Linked DNA regions of Gossypium hirsutum: region 1 is linked to region 2. Evidence: chromatin contacts called from public Hi-C data. All regions are on one chromosome and are shown on one strand. Each heading gives the region's core, a stretch centred on a gene start, on an enhancer-like site or on the middle of the called end of the contact. The rest is flanking DNA. Distances are from core to core; before and after follow the strand shown. Region 1 holds the start of LOC107897673. Region 2 holds the start of LOC107951823 (methionine aminopeptidase 1D, chloroplastic/mitochondrial).

Region 1 (3,782 bases), core at 84-2,583, 400 kb before region 2:
CACAGATGGGAGCAGAGAATAGGGCAGGGGAATTTTACTCTTTTTAAAAGAAAATTAACATAAGTATCAATGAAAAAAATGTATATGTTGAGAATAATGTTATCAATACGTATAATGTATATTTTACTATCATATTCCCACCTCTTTTATACAAACAAAATAGTGTAGTAAAACTCTAAACCATGCAAGAGACCGTTATCCGTTACAGTCATGGCAAATGGGTGACCCGTTCCTATCGATTTATTCCTAATGTGATTACTGTAGGTATTGATGGTTTTGTTGCAAAGATTGATGCTCAAATTGATATCAATTGTATGCTATGAATATTTGTTCTCTTGGAACTTTTATTGCTGATTGTAAGTTGGACCAGGTTTGACTTCAGCATATTTACATGGAGGGGAATCCCGTTGCTGACATGTTGGGGAGTAGCGTTTTGAGTAGTGGATTTAGTAAAAATTGCAACAGCGATGATCTTTTGTGTTTTTGCTCTTTCCCACCGGACTTTTTGCAGGCTGATGCCTCTGGTATGGCTATGTACCGAACAGTGCTTTAACTTTAATGATTAGAGGGAAAAAAAAAAAACAAAACAAAAACTCTAAACCAGGATAAGATTTGAGGAGGTAATTAAATCACAAGGGTACACAAAAAGAAGAGGAAAAAGGCAAAAAAGTAATCTCACATAACATGTACAAAATCTGAATAGAAGTTAAAAATGGAATTTCTTTTTATAGAAAAAATAAAAAACCTCAGATCACGTGGTCCTATTGATCAGTCGGTGTCGCCAGCTCATTCACTGCTATATTTTACTAACAAGTCGAAGCATGGTCAAGCTGAAGCCAAATGCAACTCAATCCCCCTTCCTTCAAAGTGCCGCTGCTTCTCTCTGGACCTCTCTTCATTTCTGAATCTCTTTTTTTTTTTTAATAAAACCCTACAACTTTTAGCTAAAAACATTCAATGTCCTTTTTCTTTTTTACCTTATTCCATAAATAACACTGCTGTTGCTTTCTTTGCCAGCAATGGCAACTGTTTCCACCTCCCTAACTCTGCCTACAATAACAATGGAAAACAAAATTAATTAATATTTTCACTGTCTTCATAATTAATAATCTGCATGCAATGAGCCACAAGTTTTAAAAAAGTAAAATTACTTGTTTTGGCTAAGTTTAATTGTCCCTCCAGCTAGCATATGCTATTCTTGTATGTCAAATGCAATGCAAAGAAAGAAACCCAATACCAACTTTACTAGTATTAATTGGAGTAAATAATTAACCACGATGCTTATCTTTGTGGTTCACAAATTTTTATATATATGCATGCATAGAGGTGGTGTGGCTAATGAGTGTATGATAAAACTCTAGAAAGGAAAAAGTGAAAACGGATTTAAGACTAAAAAAACTAAAGACTGTTCCTTGGAATCTTCATAGAAAGTTTTCCAAGTGTGTTTGAGAAACACGAAGCATACGGGGATTGGTCCTATAGAAGAGGGTAAAGAATGTCAAAACCTCTCATCTTTTACCTTTTTTTTTTTTAATTTCTATGAGGTATCATCATTCATATTTTTTTTATATGTATATATAAATGCAGATCAACCAGCACTGATGGATGGGATTATGATGATGATGGTCAAGCAAGTACTGCTAAAAAATGAATTCCAATGTGGTGTTCCCATCTCCATTGCCATTTTTTCATCTTAATTTGGTGCTATCCTACGTGAGCTTTGGTGTTTTTAAAGAATTCTTAGAATATTTTTCTTTTCTTTTATATATCAAAATAGTTGAACAAAATACAAATGATAGTGGCACTGTGGAGGTGGGGAAGCAGAAAAGAAGGTAAAATTTGAAGATTAAATTAAATTTTTTTTATAAGTTTTGGGAATTAATTTTTTAAAATTATAATTATCCAAATAATATATAAAATTAAAAATTAAAATTATTATTATACAAATTTTTTAACTTTCACTTCACTCAACAAAATTTTAACTATACTCAACAGAAATGAAAAAAAAAACAATTTTGAATAGTTGATTCACCTTTTGTTCATTTTTTCTACTATTTTATTATTTTATCGATTATGGTAGAGCTTTGGAGCAAAAGAAAGCTTCTTAGGATCTTCACCTTCGTGCAGTCTCCAAGAGAAAAGAAAAACAGTAAAAGATGTTTTTTAAAAATAACTAATACTTGGAGGATTTTGTATTCAAAGCTGGTCATCATTGAATGCCAATTCTGGCCAGAGAAAAACAAACATAAAAAGAGAGAGAGAGAGAGAGAGAGAGAGAGAGAGAGAGAGAGAGAGAGAGAGAGGGGCAATTAACATGTCATGACAAAAAAAGATCACATCATGGGCATAACATGCATGAATTCAAAAAAACAACCATACATCAAGCTCCCCATGCTTCCTTATATATAAATACAAACATCTACTCGGTTAGTTGTAATAGTATCAAGGGAGGGTCCCTATAGAATTTATTACGTTTTATTAATTTTTTTCCTTGTTTTCCATGTTGTTTTGAAAGCTCATGGCATGCTTAGACATGTATAATTCGGAGCACAAAGGTCATCATCATCACTGCCCCCCAATGAGTCCAAGAATCTCATTCTCAAATGATTTTGTTGAGACTCAGCAGGTTATGAAGCAAGAGAGGAACTCAAGGGAGGCTCCAGTGTCGTCAGACTTTGAATTCTCAGTATCAAACTACTCCATGATGAGTGCTGATGAGCTTTTTTTTAAGGGTAAGCTTTTTCCATTTAAAGATAATTGTAATAATCAAATGCAAAGGACTTTGAGGGAAGAGCTTCTTGCTGGAGATGATGATGATAATAATGTGACACTAACGCCTCCTAAGGGTTCCACAAGGTGGAAGGGATTTCTGGGGCTCAAGAGAACCCACATTGGTTCCAAAAAAGCTGATAAGATTAATGAAGTGTCCATGGAGAGAATGGGTGACAATAAAAGGTTTGCTTTTGTTCATGAGGACACCCATGTCGCCAAAACTTCACAGGTAAGAAAATAAAACAAACCCTTTATTTCATTTATGAAGCTAACTATTAGGTTTGTTTGATCTGATTTCATCAATGCTCCTTTATTGCAGGAACTTTTGACTGAAGGAGGGTCAGGTTACAGGAATGTGGAGATTGGAATATAGTTACATTTCTTGAAGGGCATCATAACTTGTAGAAATATGGAGTATGTTTTTAAAGGAAGATTGGAGGGTGGCTTTCTTTTCTTTTTCTTTTTTTTTTTTGAAGATCTAAATTAATTTGTAATAGTGGGGTTGGTTTGATTTTTTTTTCTCTGCTTCATTTGGGATTTTACTGTTCTTATTTTTCTTTTGTTTTTTAACGTCTTAGGATTTGGTTGTTTAGCTGTTCCTTTGTACAAAATGTTTGCAGTTCAAGAATTTAGTTGTAATGTTCAGCAACTGATAGATCTGTATTAAGTCATGTTTTTCTGGCTCGGATCTACTAATGTAATTTCCTCTTTTGATTTGGATCTGTTCATGTATTTTACTATTATTATTGAAAGTTGGGATCTTGAACGGATAAGTGAACTTATAGTATTTAAGTATTGACATCGATTGATTAACAAAATTATAAACATTGATTGAGAATATATATACTAAGAAAAATGGCATGAAGGGCCTGATATCCTTTGTCACATAAATTTTTAAACCTCACCGGTAAAACTGTGCTAAAGCTCTTGTATTAGAAGTGAGATTAGATTTTAATTATTCTACTAAAAAAAATAAATTAGAAGAGTAAATTGATTCTATTATTAAATAA
Region 2 (3,682 bases), core at 581-3,080:
CATAAATAGAAAATTGGAGAAGAAATGGTCTAAAAACTATTAAAATCCCATTTTGGCTATTTTAATTTTATTTTATTTCCAATTTTGCCCTTAAATCACATAATTTTATTATTTTTCTTTACTTATGCCGCCCCAGCCATCTCCTTTAGGCTAATTTACTCTTTAAGTCCTCCCTATTTACCATTTAAGCCATTTAATCACTATTTCTTTTAATTAGCAAGTTTTACACCTTTTTCAATTTTAGTCCTTTTTAATTAATTAACTATCAAAACGTTAAAATTTTCTAACGAAACTTTAATACTACCTTAGTGACACTCCATAAATATTTATAAAAATATTTATGGCTTGATTTATAGAATCGATGTCTCGATACCTCATTTTCTAAACCACTTGACCTAATAAATCCTTATAAAATACAAGTTACTAATTTAAAAATATTTCGAAAACCATATTTGACTCGTAAATACTAAATATTAAAATTTACGAGCTTACTCAATGGATTTGGTGGTCTCGAACCACTGTTTCTGACACCACTAAAAATCAGACTGTTACAACTATGTTCGTGAAAATCAGACCCGGGTTAGTTTTGACTTGGTAGTATACAAGTCGAAGGCTAGAAGTCTTCCAGTTTCTAATCACAAATTAAACTCAGTTAATTCCCTGCATAGTTCAAGATAAGCCCATGGCGGGTTTTGGCAAAGATGACGTTGTGGAAATATGAGTTAAGGTGAAGATTTGTTAAGTATGACTCCTATATCAATCAAATTTGAGAAATAATTTTCTAGTTAAACTTTGTTTATTTGTTTCAGTCAAACTCTGATTAGTCTAGATTATTTTATTATTATTTGACCTATGAATTTAGCCTATAAATAGGCTCTTATACAATTTTAAAAAATACACCTATTAGATATTAGAATTCATAACACATTTAGAGAATTTTGTGTTTACTTTTGAGGGTTCTTTGTTTTTGGGGTTTAGTTTTTATCTCCATCTTTTGTACTTTTCGTTTTTTTGTCATTATAGTAAAATAATCTTTGCCCGTGGTTTTTTATCCTCTTTGGAGGGGTTTTTCCACGTTAATATGTGATCAATTTCTCAATTTATTCCTCTATTTTTTACTTATCGATTAATCAAGTCGATCGCCAACACAACATAAATCTTGAAAGTCAACAACCAAACAAAAAGTTAACAATTATATATAATATATATTATTTATTTCGGTTAATTGGTTAATTCGATTAATTACCTGATTTTGAACTGAATTAACCGATAATCAAAATTCTAAAATACATTAGCCGACCTCTGACCAAACTAAATTTAGCCACTGACTGATTAACCGAATTAAATCGGTTTAATCGGTTAATTCAATTTTAACCGAACTATAAGCACCCCTACTAACCACTCAAGCATGGATTTGGACCCCACCAAAACTAAAATACTAAACAGGCATTACTTAAACTTCGTGAATGTATTGGGGTTTATTTAAAGTCAGAAAACAAAAATCCTAGAATAAAACTAAGTATAGATAATTTTGAAAATAATATCCCCGTTAGAGACAGACCTAGAGGGTCACCACCCCTCAACAAGAACTAAAGTTCTAGCTTATCCATTCCCTCTATTCGAGTTTCACTACTTGATATAAAACATGTAAGGCTTTGTACAAGTTTATTCTAATTTAAATGCCTCGCTCATGCAAATCTTGTCTAATTTATTATAATCTAAGTCATGTTCAATTTTTGCTTTTGTAATAATTGAATCTGCTGATGTATTATTTCGTAATGATTATCTTTTAAAAAGAATAAGAACCCTGAACCAAACTCAAATGGACATATGAATTGGATTCCTTGAATGAACAGAACCCATGTCACGGTTGGAGATTTTCCTAATCATTTTACAAGATCCATCAACCCCAGGGCAGTCGAATCAAAGCTTATCGAAAGGCCTCGTCTAGGTCCATTTTCAAAGCGATATGGGCTAAATCCCAGGCTACTCGAAGATAAATTTCCTACAAAATGAAAAGAGAAAATGGACCATGAGAGGGAAAGAAAAGTGGGTTAGCTTAGCTTATCCCAAAAGATGTTAGCACCAACACACCACAGATAACAGAGAGAGGTAGAGGACAGGAAGAAAAGAATATGGTGGGGGCTTCGTCTTTGCATCCAAGACTCCTCTCTTCTTTTGTTGGTGATCGTTTAGCTCAATCGAGACAACCACTTGCTCAGCTATTTCATTACAACCCAGGTTTTTCTTTTATTCTTTTTTGTATTCACTTTTAATTTCTGCTGGTTCAAAATTTCCATTGCAGATATAAAAAAGCTAGAATTTGATTTTTTTTAGTTGAGAATAAGCCGTATACAAAAAAAAAAAAAAACCCAAATGGAAATTAATGGTGTTTAGATGGGAAGTTGACTGCTTTGAGCTTAAAATGCTCATTTTTCTTTTGTGTGTGTGTATGTGTGTTGGGGGGGGGGCTTAAAATGCTGATTTTATGTATATATTAGTGCCAGTAAAGAAGTATTTGGATTACCGGAATTAATTTCATTAGCTAGTGATTTGGATTCTAGATTGGTGCCTCATTAATAGTGCTTAATTTGTTTTGGAGTTTTTATTCAATCTAATTGTGGAAGAGATTTTTGGGTCCAATAGAAGGTTTTTAACTATTTGGGATTGTTCCAGGGTGGCCTTTTGATATTTTTAAATTCCGTGGGAGCTGTAACTTTGAATGTTGTAAAGATATGCCATTATGCTGGAAACGTGCTTTTGCTAGAATATACTCTTCTTACCTATTGTTGAATACGAGCATATAATTGAATTTTTTGCATTTTATGAAAAAACATAGTATTATTGTACAAGAACCATGTTGTGTGATATGGTGATTGAGCTAAAGAGTATGGTTCATTATTAAAAATTTATTAACTTTTTTCCTTTTTATTTGCCTTCTCAGGTCGTAAGCATATATCAATGCAATTATCCAGAACGTTTTCTGGCTTAACCAATATTTTATTTAATAGAAGGTATGTTAGAGAACTTTCAGATTGCACATGTTAAATGCTATTTCATTCACTGTTTCAAGAGCGTCATTTTTAACCCCTTAGATTTTACATTTTAATGAATATTCTTTTGGCATGATGATGCCATATATATGGTTTTACTGTATGTTTCTGCTGCGTACAAATCTCAAGCACAAGAAATTGACTATCTCTTTTCCTTTTGATAATTTACTCTCACATTTCATGTATTAAAAGGTGATATTGGAGAAAGATATTTCAATATTTCATGTATTTAAAGGTGATGTTTGGAAAAGGAATTCTCGCATTTCATTTATAAGGTTATATTTGGGAAAGACGTTCTCGTATTTTATGTATTAGAAGGTAATTTACTGGAAGAGATTCTTGTAATTCATATACTAAAAGTGACATTGGAGAATGATACGCATCTTGTTACCGTGTAACCTGCTCCTTGGTAATCTATGTGGTATGCTACTAGCAATTGTATAAGAATGCTTACTTAATAGCTGTTAAGAAATGTGCATAAGCTGGAACATGCACATGCAGAAACCATATATTTGACAGTTTAATGGTCATAATTAGGAACAATTTGGACGAAGTTCCAGATGGCAAACGCAAATGTCTAAGACCTGGGAAGTTATCTCCTCGTCGACCAGTTCCAAATCATATAAAAA

The links. Hi-C and Micro-C count contacts between places; a contact is called where the count stands out from the background.
Region 1: a Hi-C map of leaf shows a contact between it and region 2, with 3 times the contacts expected there. The contact joins the promoter of LOC107897673 here to the promoter of LOC107951823 in region 2. A contact is called at or near these places in 9 of 34 Hi-C or Micro-C datasets (callus, hypocotyl, leaf and 1 more).

The regions. Positions count from the first base shown.
Region 1 is chrA11:31,798,729-31,802,510 of Gossypium_hirsutum_v2.1, reverse strand. It overlaps LOC107897673, which reads left to right and starts at 1,333. Exons shown (of 4, transcript XM_016823209.2): 1 at 1,333-1,488; 2 at 1,588-1,659; 3 at 2,516-3,001; 4 at 3,092-3,492. The coding sequence starts at 1,648. The coding sequence ends at 3,145.
Region 2 is chrA11:31,397,035-31,400,716 of Gossypium_hirsutum_v2.1, reverse strand. LOC107951823 (methionine aminopeptidase 1D, chloroplastic/mitochondrial) reads left to right here and starts at 1,830. Exons shown (of 10, transcript XM_016886967.2): 1 at 1,830-2,241; 2 at 2,945-3,014; 3 at 3,591-3,682. The coding sequence starts at 2,136.